Regions from separate parts of the Salmo salar genome. Here region 1 is linked to region 2. Evidence: chromatin contacts called from public Hi-C data. All regions are on one chromosome and are shown on one strand. Each heading gives the region's core, a stretch centred on a gene start, on an enhancer-like site or on the middle of the called end of the contact. The rest is flanking DNA. Distances are from core to core; before and after follow the strand shown.

The links. A called contact is a pair of places that touch in the nucleus more often than the background predicts.
Region 1: a contact with region 2 is called in a Hi-C map of gill, with 4 times the contacts expected there. The contact joins the promoter of LOC106565477 here to the promoter of sumf1 in region 2. A contact is called at or near these places in 2 of 3 Hi-C or Micro-C datasets (blood and gill).

What each region holds. Positions count from the first base shown.
Region 1 is chrssa12:63,205,056-63,211,747 of Ssal_v3.1, forward strand. It overlaps LOC106565477 (class E basic helix-loop-helix protein 40), which reads left to right and starts at 5,097. Exons shown (of 5, transcript XM_014132699.2): 1 at 5,097-5,526; 2 at 5,664-5,727; 3 at 6,012-6,119; 4 at 6,513-6,636. The coding sequence starts at 5,453.
Region 2 is chrssa12:63,023,133-63,029,420 of Ssal_v3.1, forward strand. sumf1 (sulfatase modifying factor 1) reads right to left here and starts at 4,681. Exons shown (of 9, transcript NM_001140135.1): 1 at 4,344-4,681; 2 at 1,472-1,645; 3 at 1,111-1,185. The coding sequence starts at 4,634. LOC106565476 (inositol 1,4,5-trisphosphate receptor type 1) reads left to right here and starts at 4,988. Exons shown (of 58, transcript XM_014132698.2): 1 at 4,988-5,215.

The DNA.
Region 1 (6,692 bases), core at 3,847-6,346, 180 kb after region 2:
TGTATCCAACTAACCTTAGGTAACTAGCTAACATACCGGTACATACTGCTGTAATGCTATGCGCTTCGTTAGGATAGCGTAGCTAACAAATTGTCAGCCAACATATAATGTGTAACTTAACTTATTCGAAAAGTCATTACTTTAATACATTGCTCAACATTTTCTTTACATTTGTCATTAGTTAGTTCAATGAATTTGTATTTGCTCTCGACAGACTTCGGCTGCATATTTTCTGCTATTTTCTTCAAATCTGAAATCTGAATTTAGTAAGACATCCGGGAACTTTTGGCATGCTAACTATATCCATACTATGACAAATAAGTATACTATATACTCAATTCACGTCACAAATAGTAAGGTTAGCGAGGTTAGTATGAGTATTTGAGCACAGCTCGAGTCTTCAAGACCAAGTAAAAATGTACAAGACATTGTGACAAGACCAGACCAGGGTTGCCAGGTCAAGCTAAAATTTCTAGTCCAATGACCACTCAAAACCCACCTAAAAGGCCTGAAAACAGACCCATTTTTTTGTTTACAGCAAGAGAGAAGTTGCTATATCTGTACAATAAACCCTTTTTCCCTAACGTTATCGAGCCTATTAAGAAGGAATATCATAGTAACTTGTAATGACGTTAAAAGCAAAATTCAGGTTTCCTCAAAATAAGAATTATTGCAAGTTATGAGCTTAATCATAGCAGTCAAACGAGTTAAATCGACATCCACTGATAGAAAATTATATGGCGAATTTAATAAGGCCAAATTATATTTTCTCTTGCCCCATATTCAAATTCCTTTATTATGTCATAAGAAGTGGAAGCTGCTGAGGGGAGGACGGCTCATAATAATGTCTGGAATGAAGTCAATGGAATCGTATCAAACACATCAAAGACGTGGTTTCCATTCCATTGACTCCATTCCAGCCATTATTATGAGCCATCCTGCCCTCTGCAGCCTCCACTGGTCATAAGGCACAAGGGGTATGGTATATGACCAATACACCATGGCTAAGGGCTGTTTTTAACCATGACGCAACGTGGAGTGCCTAGATACAGCCGTTAGCCGTGGTATATTGGCCATATACCACAAACCCCCAGGGTGCCTTATTGCTATAAACTGGTTACCATTGTAAAAAGTCATTTTTTCATACCCGTGGTATTATGGTCTGATATACCATGGCTTTCAGACAATCAGCATTCAGGGCTCTGTCACGTCCTGACCAGTATAAGGGGTTATTGTTTATTGTAGTTTGGTCAGGACGCGGCAGGGGGTATTTGTTTTATGTGGTTCGGGGTTTAATGGTATATGTATTTATGTAAGAGGGGTGTTTGATTTATGTGTTCCGGGGTTTTTGGGTAATGTTCTTGTTTTGTATTTCTATGGTTTTTTATGTTGTGTATTTCTTTGTGTTGGCCTGGTATGGCTCTCAATCAGGAACAGCTGTACATCGTTGTTGCTGATTGAGAGTCATACTTAGGTAGCCCTGTTTCACCTGTCCCTTTGTGGGATGTTGTTGTACTGTTGTGTGTTAGCCTGCAACGCTGTTCATTCGATCGTTTTCTTGTTTTGTTTGTTACGTGTTCTAATAAAGTAAAGATGAGCACTCAACCCGCTGCGCCTTGGTCCATTACGTACGACGACCGTTACAGGCTCGAACAAGGTTTATAAATCTAAATGAATCCCCTTTGCGCATGTGAATAACTATACATAAATCCCACAGGAGAGTTTGAGTGATGAAAGTTGGACAGAGGATCTCGAAATCTCTGAGGAAGGAACACTTGGATGAACATAAAAAAACTCATGTTAGGCTATTTTCTGGCAATTGCACCGTTATTATGTCCCATATGTTAAGACTACAAACCGTATAAATGGCCCATTTGAGAGATTGACTTGTCATTTCAATAGGCATAGGCTACAGACTAAAATCTGGGTTTATGATTGTAGTTGCATTTTGCCATAGTTTGCTTAGCTAAAGGCAGGTAGCCTATATCCCCTGAGAGGCCTACATCTAATTTCAGATAGTCTACAGTAGCCTGTAGTTCAAATTAGCAGACTAATTTATGAATGAATAGCGAGGCCTTAATCTGACTGTTACTGTCAATCTAATGTGTTCATGATAACACAAGGCTACAACAACAAACTGTTGTAGGCTATTTATTCAATTGGTTTGCCAGGTCTCGGTAGGCTACACAAGTTGCACAAATTGATTTGCAATGACTCCAGTGATATTGTTCCACATAAAACCAACCACGTGTGTCACACCCTGATCTGTTTCACTTGTCTTTGTGCTTGTCTCCACCCCTCTCCAGGTGTCGCCCATCTTCCCCATTGTCCCCTGTGTTCTGTTTGTCTGTTGCCAGTTCATCTTGTCTCGTCAAGCCTACCAGCGTGTTTTTCGTACTTCTGTTTCCTTGAGCCTGTTTTCCCGGTTTTGATCATTCTGCCTGCCCTGACCCTGGATTACGGACCTCTGCCTGCCCCCGATCCTGAGCCTGCCTGCCGCTCTGTACCTTACGGACTCTGCCCTGGACTACCGACCCCTGCCTGGCTTTGACCTGTCCTTTGCCTGCCCCCTGTTTATATAATAAATGTCCATTATTCGAACTGTCTGCATCTGGGTCTTTTCCTGAGCCGAGATAACGCGAGGGAGTTCCATAACTTCCATTTCAAATTTCCTCTCGGGCTGACCCCGAGACCCAAGAACTGACCATGCATAAAGCCCTTTGCTTAATACCATTTTCTTTAAGCAGTCAACATTAGAATGCAGTTTAAACCACCTCTGAGTGAATTTATGTAATGCACTCTAGTGCGCCAAAAGTCATTTTCCAGTGCTTTGTCTCCATTATTTATTTAGTTCTAGCGTATTATTATTTTTATGTTTTATGGAAAAAGGGTTGTAAATAGGTGTCTCCATAATGACAATCTTTGTAGCCCACCTACAACTAGTAAAAAGTTGTCACAACCGCTCTCTCTCAATTCAATTGAAGGGGCTTTATTGGCATGTGAAACATATGTTTACATTGACAAAGCAAGTGAAATAGATAATAAACACTTGGCTCACAAGTGGCACAGCGGTCTAAGGCACTGTATCTCAGCGCAAGAGGCGTCACTACAGTCCCTGGTTCGAATCCAGGCTGTTTCACATCCAGCTGTGATTGGATATCCCATAGAATTGCGCACAATTGGCCCAGCGTCATCTGGGGTAGGCCGTCATTGTAAATAAGAATTTGTTCTTAACTGACTTGCCTAGTTAAATAAAGGTTACATCACTTTTTTTTATTGTGAAATAAACAATAAAAAATTGAACTTACAAAAGAATCAAGACATTTCAAATATACAGTGTTGAAATTATGTGCAAATAGGTGTGTACAAAAGGGAAAATAAATAAACATAAAGGTTGTATTTACAATTGTGTTTGTTCTTCACTGGTTGCCCTTTTCTTGTGGCAACAGGTCACAAGTCTTGCTGCTGAGATTGCACACTGTGGTATTTCACCCAATAGATATCTCTCTGGCTCCTCTCGCTCATGTGACTCAGTCAATAACTGTAGTGCTCTCTCAACACACACACAAACACCTCTGGCCCTACCCACCAGTCACTCACTCAGCAACAGCATGCGGCACTGCCTGACAGTCAGTAGCAGGTCACAGTGAAATACATATGTTTTAAGAGAAAATGCCATGGCGGCCGTGGTGCAACTTAGAAATAGCCCAAAAACCTGCAACATCGTTTTCAAAGTAGCCCAATTTGTCAGGAAAACTGCGAACATGGCAACACTGACCATATGTGGTCTCGAGCACGGACTCTTCTTGAGTACTAGGCCTTAAAAACTGCTGGCAAGTAAATAATATTTGCTCGGGCACATTATTTAATTATAAATCTGATTCTTTCACATGGGGAGATGTGGGAAGCTAATAGGCTAGCTTTCTTGCTGTTTTTAGCCAGCTAGGTAATATGCTGCTAGTGGAGTAGCCTACAGCAAATGTGCCCTTAGCGCACAGGGGCGGGTGAGGCCATGAGATCAATTTGACAACGGGTGTGACACACTTGATAACAAAGCAGCCAGTCTTCAGACATATTTCCAGTCTGAACTAGCAGATGGTTCTGATGGCGCGAAATAACATTATGGCCCTTCACACAATTAGTCTGGTTGTCTCTAAGCAATGAGATCGCTTATAAAAATAAATGTCTCAAGCAGGTGCACTTTCTTTCAACCGGGTCCTCCTAATGCAAAAATAATTAATACAAAATATCAGAGGTTATCAATTATACTGCATGCTTGAAGGATAATTTATAATTTACAAAAAATATGTTGGCTATTACATTGAATTATAATGTTAAATTGTGGGCCTATGAATCTATGGATTCATTCCAAGTTAACCATTAATAATAGGGCTAGCCTACATTTCCAACATTTGACATTGTGGCATCACATGCACTTTTACTCAGTTTTTACGCACGTTCTCTTTCAATGATAGGACCTATCTTGCATTTTCAGTTCATTCTTTCAGCCAATGCGTTTATATGGTGAAATAACTTAATATAGCCTTACATTACTATTTTTAAGGATTACACAAGGTAAATGGCAAGCCCCCTATTATAAAACCCTATGCCATAGTTATATTAACTTATCACAGTGAAGAGGTACAAGTTAGAGTATGATAATTTAATAATGCATTGTAATTGTGAATTACATGATTAATCGTTAATTGAATTATTTTTTATAAAGTTATGGCTAAATTGTGTCGTGTATGATGCAACAGGTGGATGAGTCCCATGGATGATATAGCCTAAATAAACGGATTGGGATAAGATATTATCAATTTTAAACTCCCCAATATTTGCAAAGTTATTCCCATATCAATATTATTATTAATGGCATGATGTCTTGTCAGTAGTGGAACCTGCTGAGCATTATTGGGGAGATGCGTAGCTCTGTGTTTTGTGTAGCTACTAGCCTGGCTATATTAGCCAGGTACACTGGACGCGGGATTCAGCCCTCCGGTGTGACGTGGCGCCGACGTCCGCCCCCAGATCCTCATTATCAGTAGAAAATGGGCAGTCCGAGAAGACAGCGCCGTCCAAAACGTGAGACTCATGTGACAGAGGTAGGTCATTGCGAGCGAGAGTCAGGGGTTTATTTAACACGTAGCTCTGTCCTCCCCCACTTTCCCAACGCGCAACCAAGACTAGTGCATCTGCGGGACTCCCTCTTGACTGACTACGTGGAGATCTCCGGGACACTGCTCCCATTATGCGATAAATAATCATAACAACAACAATGCAAATGTAAAAGAGATTACTTATCTCTACAAATTGGAGGAAATACTGAAATATTTTTGTGAAACATTTCACGGACTATTTACTTCCATTAAATTTCATATGCATTCTTGAGTGAAAACATTGGAAAAACAAGCTTTCCCTTTCCTGCGTCATTTGGAGTAGCTTAAAGAAAATGGAAATGGAAAGGATTCCAAGTGCGCAACCCACCACCAAGCACCAGCAGGCTGAGCTGTCTGACATGCAAGGGTAAGTTGCAGATGATTCTTCTTGTGCCGTATGCCATGCTTGCCCTCTTCATAGTGGCATACATTCGCGTCTCCTGACATTGAGTGCGCAACCTCACCAAACCCACATCTCATTGACTGTCTTCTGGTTTTCTTTAGGATGGATTTCCCTATGTATGTATACAAATCCCGTCGGGGAATGAAACGAGGAGATGACAGCAAGGTTGGTTGATATTTTAGATCTTTTTTTTATAGAAACAATATTGCTGTTTATTCACTTAATTAACTGTTTGTAAATATGATTACAATAGAAGAATATTATGATTATATACAATGCTATTGAAACATTGATTTATTTAGATCAATTAGTTGGCCTGATCATTCACATCATGTGGTGACCTATTTTCCCATATGATGTAATCCTTGGGAGTCCATGTTACTGTTCACAGTGCTGCTTGTCAAACTGCTGAGGTTGTTATATAACCTCAATGTCACTCCTGCCTTTAGGAAACCTACAAACTGCCTCATCGACTTATCGAGAAGAAAAGGCGTGACAGGATAAACGAGTGCATCGCTCAGTTGAAAGATTTATTGCCCGAGCACCTGAAACTTACAGTAAGTTCCTATTTATCTTGAAGTAGTACATTACTTGGCTACAGTTCTCTGCTTGTAGATGTTGGCTAAGGCGCGATCAAGTGGTTGCTTGGTGGTACTTCAGGTTATGGTGACAGCCTGACTAACAGGTGAGACCTGTAAAGGAATTTTAAATTAATGAATGTGAATACAAATGGCATCTTTGAGATGTTAACTAAAATTGAACACATTTCCTCAGATTAGTATTTTTAATGATTAAAGAATGTAATATTACACATTACACTTTTGTATTTGAGTAGATCTACTTAGTTATTGCTTTTGATTGTTGTTGTTGAGCAAGTTTGTGTGCATGTGTGTGTTAGTAATCCATAAGAGATGAGCCCGTGCTGAAAGTAGTGTGTGATCTTCCCATAGACTCTTGGCCATCTGGAGAAGGCTGTGGTTTTGGAGCTCACGCTCAAGCATGTGAAAGCTCTAACCACTCTACTGGAAAACCAGCAGCAGAAAATCCTCAGTCTGCAGAATGGCATGCAAATCGGTAAGCAAACACACACACACACACACACACACACACACACAATAAGATGATTATGC
Region 2 (6,288 bases), core at 3,431-5,930:
CTATTTGTCACATGCACCGAATACAACAGGTGTAGACCTTACAGTGAAATGCTTACTTACAAGCCCTTAACCAACAATGCAGTTTTAAGAAAATACAAACAATTAAATAGTAGCAGTAAATAACAATAGGGAGGCTATATACAGGGGGTACCAGTACAGAGTCAATGTGACTCTGTTTAGAAGCCTCTTGGACCTAGACTTGGCGCTCCGGTACCGCTTGCCGTACGGTAGCAGAGAGAACAGTCTATGACTATGGTGGGTGGAGTCTGACAATTTCTGGGCCTTCCTCTGACACCGCCTGGTGTAGAGGTCCTGGATGGCAGGAAGCTTAGCCCCGGTGATGTAAAGGGCCGTACGCACTACCCTCTGTAGTGCCTTGTGGTTGGAGGCTGAACAGTTGCCATACCAGGCAGTGATGCAACCCAGCAGGATGCTCTCGATGGTGCAGCTGTAAAACCTTTTGAGGATCTGAAGACCAATCATACTGATTCCCTCTCGTATACTCCATGGTGAGAGAGTTCCACTATACAGTCTAAATGACATGTACTACCCCAGGGAGAATTACTTGGCTGTCTGCTGTGGAGCGGAGTGAACGCTGCTCAATAATTAAACCAGAGGGCAGTCACCTCTCTATACAGGCTTCAAAGCATCATCAAAGGAGACTGATAAAATGGGGGTCTATTGGAATGCCATCAGATGACAGAATGAGAAACCACAACATTGCCTCTCCATGGGCCGTAGACTAACTTTAGACACATGCTCATTGATGCAAAAAATTGGAGTAATGCACATGGAACTCAAGTTAGGGCCCTGTGTGTGCAGGACTAAAACAGCTATGAAAACAAGACGTAGGCTATACTAGCCTGGACGCCTGTATTTTCTTTAGCCAACTCCTGTATCGCTTTTGTCTAGGAAGGAGCATTGTTGAATGCAGAAACAGTCACGCTAGCACCTAGGTTAGATGTAAACAACCCTTAAAGAAGTTTACAATAGAACATTGAATGCAGCCGTCACTTCATTTCATCAGTATGATGGATGCACAATACATATCCCTTGCCTTGGGAGAATTAAATGTATCTTCCTATCTTTTTTGCTCCGAAGGGTACTTACTGCCTGGGATATCTGGCTTTTGACCTCCTCACTCAACACCCCCTCGAACACAAATGAATCTCCAAACCTCTCTGCCTGTAGGAATACACAGTGGGGAGGGAGAAGTGACAGCATCTTAGAACAATAAATCAGAGACGGAAGGGAGCAATCACTTCTATAGAGTGACATCTGTCAGCATGGCTGTCTCAGAGTAAACCACAATTCCACGTGTGAGGCAATGTATGTTTTCATGTTTGTAATTCATTTGTAACACTCCTGACACTACTTCTGTCTTTGACCAGCAGGTCTCCATTAAGAAAAAGAAACACTTAATATCAATAAGACTAATCTCAATAAAGTCAGTTACATTTTAAAAACCTACCTCAGTGATGTAGCCCGTGGCATTGATGAAGCTCTGGAAGTGGCGGTTGCTGACCTCATGAGCGTCCATGTAGAAATGGTCCAGGTGCACCCTCCTCTGGGGACCCTCCCCGTCCTGAGGGATGCCAGGATTGTCTGTACCCATCAGGAACTCCCCTCCTGGGATCAGGACCATCTACAGGCACACAACAGGACCATCAGACAACAGACACACACATCTACAAACAGACACATCAGGACCATTTTTTACATTTACATTTAAGTCATTTAGCAGACGCTCTTATCCAGAGCGACTTACAAATCAACAGACACACATCAGGACCATCAACAGGCACACACTAGGACCATCAGACACACACACACACACACACACACACACACATCAGGACCATCAACAGACACACACCAGGACCATCAACAGACACACACCAGGACCCTCAACAGACACACACCAGGACCCTCAACAGACACACACATGGACCCTCAACAGACACACACCAGGACCATCAACAGACACACACCAGGACCATCAACAGACACACACCAGGACCCTCAACAGACACACACCAGGACCATCAACAGACAACAGACACACACCAGGACCATCAACAGACAACAGACACACACCAGGACCATCAACAGACAACGGGCACACATCAGGACCATCAACAGACAACAAATACACATCTGGACCATCAACAGACAACATAAACACATCTGGACCATCAACAGACACACACCAGGACCATCAACAGACACACACCAGGACCATCAACAGACAACAGATACACATCAGGGCCATCAACAGACAACAGATACACATCAGGGCCATCAGACAACATACACTCAACAGACACACACCAGGACCATCAACAGACACACACCAGGACCACCAACAGACACACATATGGACCATCAACAGACACACATATGGACCCTCAACAGACACACACCAGGACCCTCAACAGACACACACCAGGACCCTCAACAGACAACAGACACACACCAGGGCTCTCAACAGACACACACCAGGACCCTCAACAGACACACACCAGGACCCTCAACAGACACACACCAGGACCCTCAACAGACACACACCTGGACCATCAACAGACACACATCTGGACCACCAACAGACAACAGGCACACACCAGGACCCTCAACAGACACACACCAGGACCCTCACCAGACACACACCAGGACCCTCAACAGACACACACATGGACCCTCAACAGACACACACCAGGACCCTCAACAGACACACACATGGACCCTCAACAGACACACACCAGGACCATCAACAGACACACACCAGGACCATCAACAGACACACACCAGGACCCTCAACAGACACACACCAGGACCATCAACAGACAACAGACACACACCAGGACCATCAACAGACAACAGACACACACCAGGACCATCAACAGACAACGGGCACACATCAGGACCATCAACAGACAACAAATACACATCTGGACCATCAACAGACAACATAAACACATCTGGACCATCAACAGACACACACCAGGACCATCAACAGACACACACCAGGACCATCAACAGACAACAGATACACATCAGGGCCATCAACAGACAACAGATACACATCAGGGCCATCAGACAACATACACTCAACAGACACACACCAGGACCATCAACAGACACACACCAGGACCACCAACAGACACACATATGGACCATCAACAGACACACATATGGACCCTCAACAGACACACACCAGGACCCTCAACAGACACACACCAGGACCCTCAACAGACAACAGACACACACCAGGGCTCTCAACAGACACACACCAGGACCCTCAACAGACACACACCAGGACCCTCAACAGACACACACCAGGACCCTCAACAGACACACACCTGGACCATCAACAGACACACACCTGGACCATCAACAGACACACATCTGGACCACCAACAGACAACAGGCACACACCAGGACCCTCAACAGACACACACCAGGACCCTCACCAGACACACACCAGGACCCTCAACAGACACACACATGGACCCTCAACAGACACACACCAGGACCCTCAACAGACACACACCAGGACCCTCAACAGACACACACCAGGACCCTCAACAGACACACATATGGACCATCAACAGACAACAGACACACACCAGGACCATCAACAGACAACAGACACACACCAGGACCATCAACAGACAACGGGCACACATCAGGACCATCAACAGACAACAGACACACATCAGGACCATCAACAGACACACATCAGTACCATCAACAGACACACATCAGTACCATCAACAGACACACATCTGTAACATCAACAGACACACATCTGGACCATCAACAGACACACATCTGGACCATCAACAGACAACATAAATTGTTCTAGAACCATATGATAGACACCAGAACTATGTACAGACACCACCTACACAGACATATTTAGAACAGGGATGGGCAGCTTTGGTGGGGGTGGGGGCCACAAAAAATGTAACTCATCATGAGCGGCAGCAGTTGCTCGCGGGTCTGCGTAGAGTTAATTTCGTGCAATCCTACACATTTTGCCATTGGACGGAGTGTTCTTATAGGAGACCTTATACTTTTTGTTCTATGAGATAATATCAGTCAGTTAACATGACCTTAAAAAATTAGCTGTTGAAGACTCTTATATAACAAAATGGAAAATATATCCTAACCCTGTGTTACTACAGACCTTATTTTCGGCGTTAATCCAAAAACCCTACAAAAACGCCATTAATTTCCTCATAGGCTTTGTACAAAGAACCATTGCGGAGTGAGTGCCTACATAAAGAGTCCATTACTATTTAACGTTATCTCTATAACGATGTGAACGCTTGATAGAATACCTGACTACGAGTATCTGATTCTTCCCCATTCGTCTGAGTGTCTGTATGCCTTTCATTTGACTTTTTCGAGTATTTGACAGAAGGGTTTTCTGTTATTATGGAGCTTTCCTTCTCGATATCCACAACTGCATCTCTCTTCAGGTTGTGGCAGCCACAGCTCGAGCTCTCTGCCGCCAGCGGAACGATCGTCTCAGGTTCTACGCCGACGGAGAGTCCTGGCTTGCTTTGAACACACAGCACATCATCTTTGACATTCAGGTAAAATAAGAAAAACACACAATAAAGCAACATTGTTGCACCATTCAGCTCAAGACCACTTGTTTTTGGACAGAGCCATGCTTCCGCATTATCAATCACGTGATCAGTCAGCTGATAACTGTAAGGTTGCAACTCTGTACCGTAAACATATAGGCTATCATTTCAGCATACTCATGATTTACAATGTGTGTCATAATGTTTGTGTATAGTTCTTGATTTAAATTTGAATTGCATTTCCTCCAGCAGTGTCTAAAGTTTGGAGAAGTTTCTTTAAATAACGCGCAATGCTCACCACACTTTGGGAGTTGTAGTCATAAATATGCTTTCTGTTTTGTTAAGTATCCGAAGGAATAATTCAAGAAACAACATTTCCCAGAAACCAGTACTGGTATATAATTTTCTGAGGGACTTACAGACCTTCAAGCGGGGACGAGCGCTCATGTAGCGAACGAACGGAAGGCAAGGTGATTGGATTGAGCTGTCAAAAAAATCTTTGGATTCTACTCGCCGACTGAATCTCCGTCCTATGGATTAGTTGAAAGCGGTATATCGCTGCTATGCTCTCCCGTTGACCCAGCCTCGCGCGTCGCTCCCAACCTCTTACCACAGCGAAGGTAAAGTTGACCACAACTCTGTACAGTTTGCGGGAGCATCCCCGCATCTTAAATATGTATTGCTTGTGGCGAGGGAAGAAGCGCAACAATGTATCTGCCTCCTCATGAACGGCCAGTCATGATTTTCTGCACCGACGCTGATTAAACAACCCCCCCCCGATGAGAAACACGGTTTTGGCAGTCTGATATGACATATAATATAATTGAACAATTGAAGCAACGCAAGTGGTCAAACTGTAGACTACTCGTTCCATAGATGTGCTGAAGCTCAGTAAAGTTCAAGTGATGTCATACACTATCCCGTTTTGAAAGAAGACAGATAGATAAATATGGATTTGTGCCGGCAGTTTGTATGTTTCTAAGATGACTGCTCTGAAACTAGGCCTTGACATCAGCCTCATTATACTCACTCCTGGGGGATGTTGCAGTGTAGGCAAATAATACGTATGTGTGTAGGCTACTAGACTCGCACAGTAGGAACTCTGTATACTGAAATGTCACCAATGTGAGTCGGGACTCAGTAGGTGCAGCATGTTCCAGGAGTTTTTCTCTACCAACCACATGATCAGGAAGAACTCTAGTCCCCATTGGCAGCCTATAGTTAGAGTCTGGAGTTTTTCCTGGACAGGTCAAATCAAATGTTATTTGACACATACATGTGTTTAGCAGATGTTATTGCGTGTGTAGCGAAATGCTTGTGTTTCTAGCTCCACCAGTGCAGTAATATCTAACAAGTAATATCTAACAATACACACAATTGAAAGTAAAAGAATGGAATTAAGAATATATAAATATTTGGATGAGCGATGTCAGTGGCAGACCAAGATGCAGTATAATAGGATAGAATACAGTATATACATATGAGATGAGTAATGCAAAATATGTATACGTTATAAAAGTGACTAGCGTTCCAATTATTAAAAGTGATCAGTGATTTCAAGTCTATGTATATAGGCAGCAGCCTCTGTGCTAGTGATGGCTATTTAACAGTCTGATGGCCTTGAGATTTATGTTTTTCAGTCTCTCTGTCCCAGCTTTGATGTACCTGTACTGACCTCGCCTTCTGGAGCATA